Linked DNA regions of Sus scrofa: regions 1, 2 and 3 are each linked to region 4. Evidence: chromatin contacts called from public Hi-C and HiChIP or PLAC-seq data. All regions are on one chromosome and are shown on one strand. Each heading gives the region's core, a stretch centred on a gene start, on an enhancer-like site or on the middle of the called end of the contact. The rest is flanking DNA. Distances are from core to core; before and after follow the strand shown.

What was found. A called contact is a pair of places that touch in the nucleus more often than the background predicts. HiChIP or PLAC-seq counts read pairs in DNA pulled down with a chosen protein or histone mark.
Region 1: a contact with region 4 is called in an H3K27ac HiChIP or PLAC-seq map of skeletal muscle. The contact joins the promoter of GBP1 here to the promoter of LOC102161784 in region 4. A contact is called at or near these places in 2 of 2 datasets of contacts at active chromatin or transcription factors (alveolar macrophages and skeletal muscle).
Region 2: a contact with region 4 is called in an H3K27ac HiChIP or PLAC-seq map of alveolar macrophages. The contact joins the promoter of GBP2 here to the promoter of LOC102161784 in region 4. A contact is called at or near these places in 2 of 2 datasets of contacts at active chromatin or transcription factors (alveolar macrophages and skeletal muscle).
Region 3: a contact with region 4 is called in a Hi-C map of alveolar macrophages, with 3 times the contacts expected there. The contact joins the promoter of LOC100155195 here to the promoter of LOC102161784 in region 4. A contact is called at or near these places in 3 of 47 Hi-C or Micro-C datasets (alveolar macrophages, retroperitoneal adipose tissue and skeletal muscle) and 1 of 2 datasets of contacts at active chromatin or transcription factors (skeletal muscle).

The regions. Positions count from the first base shown.
Region 1 is chr4:127,424,968-127,427,980 of Sscrofa11.1, reverse strand. It overlaps GBP1 (guanylate binding protein 1, interferon-inducible), which reads right to left and starts at 1,577. Exons shown (of 11, transcript NM_001128473.1): 1 at 1,419-1,577.
Region 2 is chr4:127,407,458-127,410,766 of Sscrofa11.1, reverse strand. GBP2 (guanylate binding protein 2, interferon-inducible) reads left to right here and starts at 2,038. Exons shown (of 12, transcript NM_001128474.1): 1 at 2,038-2,290.
Region 3 is chr4:127,354,880-127,358,053 of Sscrofa11.1, reverse strand. It overlaps LOC100155195 (guanylate-binding protein 7), which reads right to left and starts at 1,260. Exons shown (of 12, transcript XM_021090310.1): 1 at 1,111-1,260; 2 at 395-531.
Region 4 is chr4:127,220,868-127,224,215 of Sscrofa11.1, reverse strand. LOC102161784 (guanylate-binding protein 6-like) reads right to left here and starts at 1,551. Exons shown (of 17, transcript XM_005663708.3): 1 at 415-1,551; 2 at 7-114. The coding sequence starts at 418. The region is part of intron 1 of LOC106510239 (a long non-coding RNA gene); the gene reads left to right.

The DNA of each region.
Region 1 (3,013 bases), core at 328-2,827, 200 kb before region 4:
AAACTTCCCAATCAGTTTGCCTCCAACTAAGTGGCGGAAAACTCCGCAATATCAACGATTGCATGTCGCTGAAAACCATGCAGGTGCCTGTATATGCGTGTGTCAGGGAACGAAGACAATGACAGTTTAAAAACTCAGGAGGCAGATAAGGAGAGTTGAAGAAGAAAGTTGTTGAAAGGAAACATCCGTATTTCTGGCCAGATACTTTCGAGTTTTCCATTTGGTTCTTTTCCCCATTTTGTAGAGAAGCAGCAGGAAGAGGAGGAAAAGGGATCGGGAGGGGGCGAGGAGGGAAGAGGAGGGGAGGTGAGAAGAAGAGAGAGCCGCCAGACGAGCCGGTGATGAATGAAGCCGCTGCCAAACCAAGGAGTCGAGGGGAAGCGTTGAGGAAACAAGCTCAAGCCCCCTGAGAGCACAGAGAGGGCAGCGTGAAGAGGTGGTGCCTGCAGTGCAGCAGCGCAGAAGGTTCTTCACAGGGGCGCCTGGTAGGAAGGTGGTGGGGCTGAACTCGGCTCCTAAGGGTGAGCAGTGAGCTGGTCCAGGAGGCTGATCGCGTGAATCTGCACTATTTCTAAAGAAGATGCCCGTTTTGAAACAAAAGGCAAATGTATGACCAAAGAGCAGTGTGGTTGTGAATCTACGTCTTTCACTCTGGGTTTCAGGTTTTGTCTCGTCTTTTTTTTTTTTTTTTTGCTTTTTAGGGTCACACTGCAGCATGTGAAAGTTCCCAGGCTAGGGGTCGAATCAGAGCTACAGCCACAGCCACAGCCATGTAGGATCCAAGCCATACCTGCAACCCACACCACAGCTCACAGCCACACTGGATCCTTGACCCACTGAGTGAGGCCAGGGATCAAACCCTCATCCTCATGGATCCCAGTTGGGTTGGTTAACTGCTGAGCCAGGACAGGAGCTCCTGGGTTTCAGTGTTTTCCTTTGTCTTTAACAGTGTCAGGTAGCTGTTTGCACTGTATCTGCTTTCTGTTCTTTCCTTCTAGTGAACATAACATATTTGTAGCAGTTTCAGTTTTTTAGCTACAGTCAGATCACTCTTGTGCAGGTTCCATCAAAGACAATGGTAATTTAATTACCCGTGCAGTCAACACAGACAGAGCATCAGCAAAGAGGAAGACAGTCCTAGGGCACTTGCAGCTCTGATTTACTCCCCTCGCACACAAGCACAGTAAACGCCCGCGGATGGGCTGCCGGCTGGGAACAGCAGGCTTTCATCTGACCCCTGGGCTCACAGCAGGCTCAGCTGCCGCCCGTCTTGATGCTGCTCAGTTTTTAGAAAACGAATTGACCCTTATAAATCCCTTCCCACTCCTGCACCAGCCTGAACTGGGGCTCCATTTCCCAGAGCAGGGCTCCTGCAGCCCTGGAGAGAAAGCTGCTTTGAGGAAAAGGAGAGTTCTTACCTCATTGAGAGTTCTTTCCTCTTCTCAGTGAGACGAGTGGACTTCTCTGTAACTTCTCTGTTTCACGGGAGGGTTTGACTGTTAGTCCACACAGCCAGTGTCGAGGAGCTTTACTGATTCCCTCTAGAGCCGAGTCAGAAGCAAAGCAACCTCTGTAATAGACTTAGAATAAATATGAAACTGAAAGCAATGAATACAAAGCAATGACTCAACAACCATAAAAGGAATTTCTAAAAGCCATCCTGGGAGGAAGGTAAATGGATTTGGCATGATCTTCACGTTCTTTTTTGGGGGGGGGGAAGAGATCTTAGAGATCATTTGCTGTTTTAAAACATGTCTACTAGATGTTTAAATATAATGGACTATATCTCAGGATTGGGGTCTGTTTGAAAAACTATTTAGAATGAGGAAGCCTCCTCATCTTTAAGTTTAATTTCCTTAAAAACGGCCTCACAGTGAACCAGGCTCCTCCTTTATGTGTGGGGTCAGTGAAGAAGAGGACAGATCTGGCGCTTTCATGAACACACAGTCCCTGGAACTTAATTCCCACACGCAGGAAGGGGCTGCATGTCCTGTGCTCAGGTTCCAGGCTCTGTGCTGACCGCTCTACATGCGTTCAATAACTTAGAACAAACATTTCCCCATCGTTTTGTAGAAACTAAGGCACAGAAAATGTACCCTCTTGTCCCACATCGCAGCCCTGTAAATAATCTGAACCAAATCATCCTTGATCTCACACCCTTCTGTCAAACCACTTCACTGTACTGCCTTTCTGTGTCTGCCAAAGAGCAGGGGAAGTCACAGCTTTATGTCTTGATTGTTTTCTAAGAGTTACCTGTGTTAATGTTCAATTCAGTCCTGACCGGAACCAGGCAAAAGAAGAGGGACTGTCTCCATCTTACAGTGGAGGGTGGGTGATGATGAGGAGGGTGGGTGATGATGCCCGTTCCTGTCAACCAAGCTCGTCAGAGGTGGATACAGATTTGATTCTCTGTTTACCCTTAAGCTCACTGCTTTTTCTCGCCCTGGACGAGGAAGAGGGGAGTGAGGAGAAAGGGAGATGGTTACAAGGTTCTCTCCAGATCCCGGCGTGCGCAGGTGTTTCTCTAACCTGGAGGTCAGTGTCTGAGATTTAACAAATAGGACTAAATACTCTGTGTTTGCTCCCTCTTCACCATTATCTTTTTATCTTAAAAAAATTTCTTTTTTTTTTTTCCTTTTTAAGGCTGCACCTGCAGCATATGGAAGTTCCCAGGCTAAGAGTTGAATTGGAGCTGTAGCTGCCGGCCTACACCACAGCCACAGCAACAAGGGATCAGAGCCCTGCGACCTACACCACAGCTCATGGTAAGGCCAGATCCTTCAGCCCGCTGAGTGAGGCCAGGGAGCAAACCCTCATAATCATGGATATTAGTCGGGTTTATAACCTGCTGAGCCACCAAGGGAACTCCCGATGTTGTTATCTTTTAAAATGTTTCTCAGAGAGTGACTTTAATGACCTTTGAAAACTATGATTTATCTGGGTCTTTCAGCTGCTGGAACACACCCAGATTCTTTCTAACTTAGTGGTTTTATGCAGCTTTTTTTTTTGCTTT
Region 2 (3,309 bases), core at 789-3,288, 190 kb before region 4:
CCTGTAGGGGCTGGGCTCCGGAAGCCAAGCCCCGTGCAGGAGGACGTCTCATCCCTGTGCCCTGTCTGCTGACGTATCCTCGTCGAGTCACATGGCCAACCCTGCACTTAATGTGGACGGGACTAGACAAGGGCATGAGCGCCCGGAGGCACCTCCTGATGCCGTCAATACCAGTAACAAACCCAGGCCAGTGCGTGTGCTCAGTGTCCTCGGGGTGTGGTCTGAGAAGCCCAGCGGCTCCACAGCCTGCCTCACAGTCGCAGTTATCAGTGCGTTGCTCACTTAAGCCGCTGTGGTGGGTGTGCACTGCAGTGTCTTCATGATGTGACGTCGTCTTTCTCTCGTCACTCATGATATTAGGCCCTGTTCTAACGTTTGTCATCACTTGGGCATCTTCTTAATGTATGAAGTGCGTGGGCATCACGTCCATTTTTCCATTGAGTATCTGTTTTTGTAGAAATTACCTATATAGTCTGTGAAAGGGTCATTTATAATTACATACGTCTTCTCATAGTCTTCATTGCCTCTTTTCTTGATGATGGTGTATTTTGACAATATATCAATTTAATATTGTCATATTTGTTCATCTTTTCTATATAGGTAGCGTATTTTGTCTCCTAGAATACTTTCCCCACTCTCTAATATGTCACAGTATTTTTCCATATTATTTTCAAGAGACTTTACGGTTTCGCCTTTTACATATAGTTCTGCAATCCTCCTTGTGTTGCTTTTTGTGAATGGCATGTGGTTGTAGTCCTTTCCTTGCTTTTCCTTATGCATAAAATTGGACCCAGGACCATTTATTTCCGAAGTCATCGTTTCTGCCTGTAACGGTGTTCAGTGATCCCTGGCCAGCCTTCCTACTCCTGCTTGGCACATACTGCCAGTATTTAACTCTAAGTCAGGATAATATTTTAAATGGGCCTCCACCATCGCTTTAGCATTAGAATTTCTTCAGCCCACACTCACCCTTCTCATTCCGCTGATTCTAATCTCCCTTTTAGTGTAACTCTCTTTTCAACTAAAGAGCAGGTTCCATTTTAGGAAAAGATTTGTTTTATTCAGACCTATGTTATATTGATATTTATTTGTGTATATATCCATATGGAAACTTAGAGGCTAGGGGTAGAATTAAAAAAAAAAGAAGAAATTTCATGGCCTTTTATTGTGTTCTAATCGGTATCCACAGAATACCTCACTCAACATTTGCGGCCTATATGATCTTCTAGAATACACAAAGAACACTTAGGAAGACATGTTTCTTACCTTCTGACTCTTTTTTCCTCACTAAACAATGGGGATAATAATTACCCATACCCGAAACCATAATTATGAGTCTTAAACTACATATGTATACTCTGGCCTAGAAAGCCACTGATAAATGAGAAACATTGTTATTATTGTTCAGTCAGCAAACATAGAGGTATTAAGTGAGGTGGTGGATAGCATGGGTTCTGGAAGAAGAGTTTTGGGGTTCAAACCTTACTCAGTACCTTGTGATTTTAACAAGTTGTGAAATCACTCTGCAATGTTGTGACAGACACACCTGTAATAAGACCAGGAGGGGACAATCTAGGTGAAGAACTTGTCACTCAGTCTGAAACAAGTGGGCCAAGAAGTGGCAGCTCTCCTCACTGTGATTTATTATTTCTTAAGCACTAAGTGCCCGTCCCGGGCTTAGGTGCTGAGAATTCCCACGTGTGTGAGCCATGGTCACTCCCCCGAGAACTCACATTCCTCACTTACTAAAACGAGTAAGTAACCAGCTGCCCTGCGAATGACTCCAACACGCTAGGCAATCGGACCCAGAAAAAAGTAAGTGTTCCTCGTCCCCATGCTTTTCAGACTGGCCCCACTCATGACATAAATAGGCTTATTTTAATTGATCCAGTGGACTTTCATTTTTACTGCAAGCAGTCTCAAAGATATCTTCCAATAGTACAGTTTAAAGATCCCAGTTGAGAAATGACTCCAGACATGCCCATTAACGTAGCTCCTGGTGGCTCCTTTGTGAGTAATTGCCGTGGACTCTGCTTTCAGTTTCATTTTGTGTCTATTTCTTTGCAGCTGTTGCCTGCTGGGTTTGATTTCCCATCATCAGGTTTCTGAAAAAAATCTGCATGCTTCCAGGACTCCAATGGAATAAAGTAAAGCCTAAACTGCCAGGGAGAGAGAAACGAGAAACCAGGGCAGCTCAGCTCAGAAGAAAAGGAAGAGGTTAAACACTATAACTTTCACATTGAAGTAGCTGTCTTTTTTTTTTTCTCACCCTGAAGGATCTCTGCTCCAGGTAAGATTAAGGCTGGGTGGGAAGAGGTTTACAAAATGCAGTAAATATTCTCTAAAATGAGCATCCCAAGACAGGCTGCAGCTGAGCCTGATCTGGCACAGGACTCTAGATGACATGCTAACGTAATCAGGCAGCAGAAGGTCTTGGAAGTGCCCGCTGCTGCAGCTCTGTGCCAGATAACGTTCCAGGAGAGGCAGAGTCTAAACCAAGAGCTTGGATTGTTGTAAGATTCTCTCTTTCTTGACACTTTTAAATATACATTTACCTTTGGTAAAAGGCACTTAATGAAGGTCAGACTCCGTTTCTTTATTGCAAACTGTTCTGATGCTAGGAAGTAGAACTCGGGGACTGTGAGAAGAGCTAACAACTTGTATTTTAGGAGCTTATAACATCCTTGTGTAGCCATTTTTTTCTGAGTCAGTCACTGATGGATTCCCACTTTATAAAAGCGTTATTTCTCATGTTATAAAATCAGACAGACCATCTGCTTTACCAACCGTCCCTGTGAGCCATTGTTTTAAAAGGCGATGGGTCCGGATCATAGAAATGAAAACCATTTGGCGGGGGTGGGGGTGGGAGTGATCATCCACTGAAGAAAGGGAAGCCAGTTAGGAGGCAAGATGCGCATCATAGTAGGTCTAAGCCCTCAGCCAGGGCAAATCGGAAGTCGTCAATGATAGTAGAAGAAAGCCTTGGTTTCTTTAGGATAAGAACAAAAACTGGCAGGCTGCAGTCTGCATTTGTTGGTATCTCAAAAAGCTAACAAATGTTTATCATGAACAGTTCAGGTTACAGAGATTGAGACATCGAAGTTCAAAAGATAACATTAAGGCATCACCAAGATTCTTTTTGCTTTTTTTTTTTTTTTTTTTTTTTTTTTTTTTTTAAGGGCCACACCTGTGGCATATGGAGGTTCCCAGGCTAGGAGTCTAACCCAAGCTGTAGCTACCGGTCTACACCACAGCCACAGCAAGGCCAGATCCTTAATCCACTGAGCAAGGCCAGGGATCGAACCAGCA
Region 3 (3,174 bases), core at 11-2,510, 130 kb before region 4:
CAGCAGGGGGCAGTCCGAACTTGTCCGAGGAGGGGAGGAGGGGACCGGGGAGGCACCCTACCCGGCGCCTCGGGGTGCGGGCGAGGATGGGTCCCCCAGTCCTAGAAAGGCCCTCAGCCCCTTTGCGTAGGTGAGGAAGGATGCACTCGTCCTCGCCCTTGCAGAGCCCTGTGCCGCAGCCCTGGACTGGCGTCCGGGGGACCGGGGCGAGTCTCGCAGCCCCGGGGTCCCCACGGAAACGCTGAGCTGTCCAAGCCGCGCGCCTCGGGGGCGGCGCACCCTCCCACCGCGCGCTGCGCCCGCGGCCTCCCCTCCAGCCGGGTGGGTTTGGCGCTGCGGGATTTACTCGTGCTATTTAACGAAAATGAGTCTGGGAGGGGGTGAGCGAACTTACTTGGCGCGGATGCTGCAGCCTCGGACAGGTGCTCTGCGAGCCCGGTTCCGCTCGGGCTCCTGCGTTGGCTGCTCAGGAAACTGACTCTTCTCTTTATAAGCTGAGGGCGACCTATTGAAGGAGCTCCACTAAGGGGTCTGGTTTACAGGAAAAGAAAGTGAAAATGAAAGGGAGCGGCTTTTTTTTTTTTTTTTTTTTTTTTTTTTTTCTTCTCAGAGGCAGAAACCTAGATGAATTCAGGCAAAGACAGGGGTTCCTCCACTCATCCCCACCTAGCAATGTAAACCCAAGTGCGTCTCGACCCCATGGTGAACCGTGAACCAAGCAAGGGTGGGATGAGAGCGAGCGTTCCACAGCCTGTCTCTCAGGGGTACTTTTGTAAAGGAAGAGGTTTTGTTTATGTTTCATAGATTCATTTTCTTTCTTTTTCCTTTTTTAAAAAAGTATTTTTTTAACTCAATAGGTTTTTTTTTTTTCTCTTAGCAATAGAAGTATGAGTGTGCATAAAATTCTAGATTTTATAGCCCCGATACATTCACTATTACTTAGTTGCATATACTTAGAATTTTTTTCCTTTTCCTTTACTAATGTGGATCCAGATTAGGGTTAGGGCTTGGGAGCTGAGGAGGGAGAACCGTATATAGATTGAGGGTGAATCCAGATTTGGTGGTTGGGAGTTGATTCAGATTTGGTATCCTTTAAATCATTGTACTTACCTGTAGGTTAACGGCTTGGCTGCTGCTGTTAGGGAATCGGGTCCTTTTACTGGAGGAGCTGCAAACCAAAACGCTGAGACGCTGAAGTTTGCAGCCAAGAAAGTTTATTGACAAAGCCACCAAATAAAGAGGCAGAAAAACGAGTCTTAGGTCTGCCTCCCAGAAGGGGAGGAGCTTGGGGTAAAGGGGAGGGGATTGGTGTTCTGTGCAGGTGTTCCTAAGTTACATGCTTCTTCGCTGGGAGCATGCGTAAATTGAGGGGGAGTTGATAATGAAACACGCTGGAGAATTCTGAACTGTGATGTCAACAGGTCACCCGCGGGATAAACAAGTCTCTTCCGTGCAGACGCTGTACAATCATATTGGTTCTACCCATTTTCACCCAGTTTTTTAAGAAGAGAGTTTTTTGGGTTTTTTTGTTGGTTTGTTTGTTTTAAATAAGCTGTTTCCTTATCTGCTGTTCTGTAAAATGAACTCAAGAATTCTGTTAGTCACCAGTTTCTGTTACCGGGTTTTACTCCTACAGGGCACAGAGTCACTACCACAGCTGTATTTCAGTTGGCAGTGAGGGACAAGAAGGACGGTAGAATATGATCTCAAAGTTCTAAGGCCAAGAATCACCAAGAGCAGGTGCTTTTGCACCTGTTCCCTCTGCAGCCTTGCCTAGCTGCTAGAAAAAAAGTCCTTTGCCCGATTGCTAATAAGTTTATTTCGTTAGACAGAATGATACACTATTTGGAGCTGCAAAGCATGTGGTAACTCTAAAAAAGTATATGCAACAATATCAGGGACAGATATTTCTAGAATCCTGAGGCTAACCTTGGCAGATTCAAGGCATGAACCCAAGCTGGGACAATTACCATGGCCCGGGAATTCCTGATCCATGGAGATTGATTTAGGGGGAGACGGCACATGACCTAAAGCCAAATAAACTTAATCTGTGCTAAGTTACCTGGATTCAAGACATTTCTCTTTTTTCTCTCTCACTCTTAGTCTTGTACTGGCTGTCTTGTTCTCCTCTCTGTGTTTTCGTTAACTTTTCGTTATTGTGAATAAAGATGTGTGTTTTGAAATGAAGACAGTAGCACCACTTAGCTATGCCTGGCTCTAAACCATGACATATGTTATTACGTGCAAAGGGGGAACGTAAATTCGGAGTCTTACTTCCAGCTTGCATTGTTTGTAATTGCTTCAGGAGAAGTACTTTTAAAAAATTCTATTCCGTAATTCTTACTCTGCAAGTGTAATATTAGAAAAGGATGAGTGACTAAAATGGGTTCCTAACCTGAAGGTGGTCAACGAAGCTCGATTGAACCGAAATGAACTTTTCTTCATTTCCTAATGATTTAACTCCAGAAAAAATGGTCTACCATCTAACTTCAGAAATTGTGCTTATGTGTCACCTAGTGTCCTCAGCTTCGGGTGTAATGAAAATTCTGAGAGGAAGAGTCTTAATTTTTACATCCTGCTACTCAGAGTTTGGTGAAAGCCTACAGCTGTGGATGGGTCAGCACTCTAAGCAGCTCACCCTTGAAGCACTTTCAGTTCAGAAATCTGAGTGCAGTTCTTCAGGAGAGGAATGTGTGGGTACAAAGGAATAATGGCCCAATAGGGATGAGATTCTTAGGTCTGGGAGCTTTGGAATTGGAGACAGTAGCCACTGCTCCAAAATGTGTGTAAAAACAAGGCAAAAGTCTTGGATAGGCATTCCTGTCATGGCTCAGCAGTAATGAACCCAACTAGTATCCATGAGGATTTGGGTTCAATCCCTGGCCTCACTCAGTGGGTTCAGGATCTAGTGTTGCCATGAGCTGTGCTATAGGCCAGCAGCTACAGCTCTGATTCGACCCCTAGTCTGGGAACCTCCATGTGCCGCGGGTGTGGCCCTAAAAAGACAAAAAAATAAATTAATTAATTAATTAAAAAAAGTAAAAGTGCCTTGGATATTTCTGAGCACAGAAATAAACAGGGTAAGGAGTTCCTGTCGTGGTGCAGTGGAAATGAATCTGACTAGGAACCGTGAGGTTGGGGGTTTGATCCCTGGCCTCACTCAGTGGGTTCAGG
Region 4 (3,348 bases), core at 302-2,801:
ACTTACCTGTGGGCGCGGATGCTGCACCAGGAGCCACGTGCTCGGCGGCTCTGGGTCCCCCCGGGGCTCCGCCAGCGTCTGGCTCCTCCAGAAAAGGATTCTTCTCTTTAGAAGCTGAAAAGCAGGCCGGTTACTAGAACCTGTAGCCGTCCTGTTAGGAACGCTTGAGGAGAAACGAAACTGAAAGGAAGGTTTTTTTTTGTTTTTTGTTTTTTTTGGTTTTGGTTTTTAGGGCCTCACCTGCAGCACAAGGAGGTTCCCAGGCTAGGAGTCAACTCAGAGCTACACCTGCCGGCCTCCCCACAGCCACTGCAGCGCACAGCAGGACCCCAGCCTGTCCGGGACCTTCCCGACAGCAGCCCCGATCCCCACCCCCTGAGCGAGGCCAGGAACCCGGCAAGACCCGCATCCTACCCATTGTTTCTGCTGGGCCACAGGGGGAACGCCCTCGCTTGGGTTTTGTTGTTACAGTTTTTAATCTGGTTTCTAAGGAGGCTCAAGACCCAAGACTGTGGCTGAAACCCAGGCTGGCCCCTGGTCCACGGCTGGCTTCGGTGTCCTTGACTCTCAGCAGCAGGTGTAATGTGAGCAAGGCAGCCGCGGGCGGAGCTGGTTCCACAGCCCCGCTCTTTTCTAGGAGAGGCAGTGGAGCCTATTTTTGGTTTTAGCTGTTTGCTTTGAATCTCCTTTTGTTTCTCTCTTATTTTAAAGTACTCTTGTTAGTAACCTAAGTACTTTTTCACTAACAATATGTGAGTTATGAAACTCCTAATTTTACGGTCCAGAAATAATCACTATTATTTTGTAGCATACTCTGCCATTTATTTTGGGGGGACGGGGGGGGGGTTGTTCTTTGAAGGATTATGGAGGTCTGGAGGTTATATGTTTTGACTGCTTGTTTCAAATGAAATAATATAAAGGTACAAATTCAAATATTAATATTAATTCAAAATGGGTAAAGAAAACATATTCATCAATACTTTTTTTTTTTTTTAAAAAAGCTGGAAAATGGAAGTTCCCGTCGTGGCGCAGTGGTTAACGGCAGTGGTTAACGAACCCGGGGAGTATCCATGAGTCCCTGGCCTCACTTAGGATCCGGTGTTGCCCTGAGCTATGGTGTATGATGCAGATGCACCCGGATGCTGGGCTATATCGGAGGTCAGCAGCTCCAGCTCCAATTTGATCCCTAGCCTGGGAACTTTTATATGCTTCAGGTGTGGCCCTAAAAAGAAAAAAAATTTAAAAGAAAGTGGGTGACTGGAGGAAATAGATTTTTTAAATTTTTTATTATAGTTGATATACGGTGTTCTGTCAATTTCTGCTCTACAGCAAAGTGACCCAGTTATACATATATATATATATATATATGTTCTTTTTCTAATAATATATTCATCATGTCTGTTGCAAGTGACTGGATATAGTTGCTTGTCCTATGCAGCAGAATCTCACTGCTCATCCACTCCAAATGCAAACAGTTTGCATCTACTAAGCAAAAACTGGTCCACCCCACTCCCTCCCACTCCCCACTGGCCACCACAAGTTTGTTCTCTAAGCCCATGAGTTTATTTCTGTTCCGTATATAGGTTCATTTGTACCCATTTTATTTTTATTTGTTTATTTGTTTATTTATTTATTTACTTGCCTTTTTTAGGGCCCCACCCATGGCATATGGCAGTTCTCAGATGAGGGGTTGAATTGGAGTACAGCTGCTGGCCTACACCACAGCCAGAGCAGTGCAGGATCTGCGGATCTGAGCCTCATCTTGGACCCACACCACAGCTCATGACAACTCCAGATCCCCAACCCACAGAGCGAGGCCAGAGATCAAACCCCCATCCTCATGGATACTAGTCCGATTCATTTCTGCTGCACCACAATGGGAACCCCCAATTTGTGCCATAGTTTAGATTCCACATATAAGTGATATCATATGGTATTTATCTTTCTCTTTCTGACTGACTTCATAGTATGAGAATCTCTAGTTCCATCCATGCTGCTGCAAATGGCAATATTTTGTTCCTTTTTATGGCTGAGTAGTATTCCAGGGTGTATATGTATCACATCTTCTTAATCCATTCATCTGTCGATGGACATTTTCGCTGTTTCCACGTCTTGGTGCCTGTGAAGAGTGTGCACTGAACATAGGGCTGCATGTGTCTTCTTCAAGGAAAGGTTTGTCTGGGTATATGCCCAGGAGTGGGATTGCTGGGTCATATGGTAGTTCTATATTTAGTTTTCTATATTAAATTATAATTGTAGGTCTATATTTAGTTTTCACAAAGCTTGGTGGAGGCCGAAGCTGCGGTTATACAAGCAAGCCCTTCTAGAGAAGCAAAAGCATGATGCAGTTTCAGGTCCATGTTCTGCTGAAGGCCGGTGTTACTGTGTGTGCACATACATTGTCGTTCATCTTTGCTGCTGGAAATGCCCCTTCGTACATGTGTCCAAAACATTTTCAAGGATGGTCTATTCTAGGCTAGAGAATTTTGAAATGTGTGACCATGGCATCAAGTCAGTGAAACCGTGCTGGCAAAAAAATACTGATTTACATTTGTGCTGCTTATCACTGTTGTACCTTCAAAACCTTCAAGCCAGCATCTGCGTTGATGAAGGGAAATTAATGGAGGCAACAAGGTGTAAGCAAAAGACTCACACCAGGCTGTGCACGGGGCTCTGAATCCCTGGTCCAGGCTCCTCCCCAGAGCTCTGTGAAGGGGCCAGGGCCCCAGGTCATAGTGGGTTCTGGTTGTCAGATGGGCTTTTTCCGTGTAACCTGAGATGCTCCAGCCCAAACCTGAACAGTGGAGTCAGGTCACAGACCGGCAGAGCTCCCCAGGAAGTAAATACCCTTCCCAAACTGTAGGCAAAGTGATCAGACTTGAAGGGACATCAGGTCCTTGTAACTGCGGAGAGCTGCAGCCAATTTGGGCTACGATTTTATGTCCAGCATTTTTCACCAAAGTTTGACAGAATCAGGTTTCTTCATGCCTTTGGCCTCTTTTCTTCTTCTTTCTTGGCCTCTTCCGCTTCTCTCCTTTCCATCCATCTGCTCCTCCTGCTCCTTGCAATGTTATACCAGCCTGTTGAACCAGAGATTGCCATTTAGAATCAAGGTCATGCCACGCCTTCTGTTCCCAGTTGCCATGGGTACAGGTTATATGCATGTCTACACAGATATAAACCATGCGTGTCATCTGCCATTATAAAGACGTAGAGTCATTCAATATACAGGACTAATTTCACATGAGTATGGCTTCTGAAAGGCGATTCTGTTTTAGGAACCATCGTGTGTTTGTTTTCAGATGACTTAAAGTACACTCAGGAAACCTGTTTGGACTCATCTGTTTA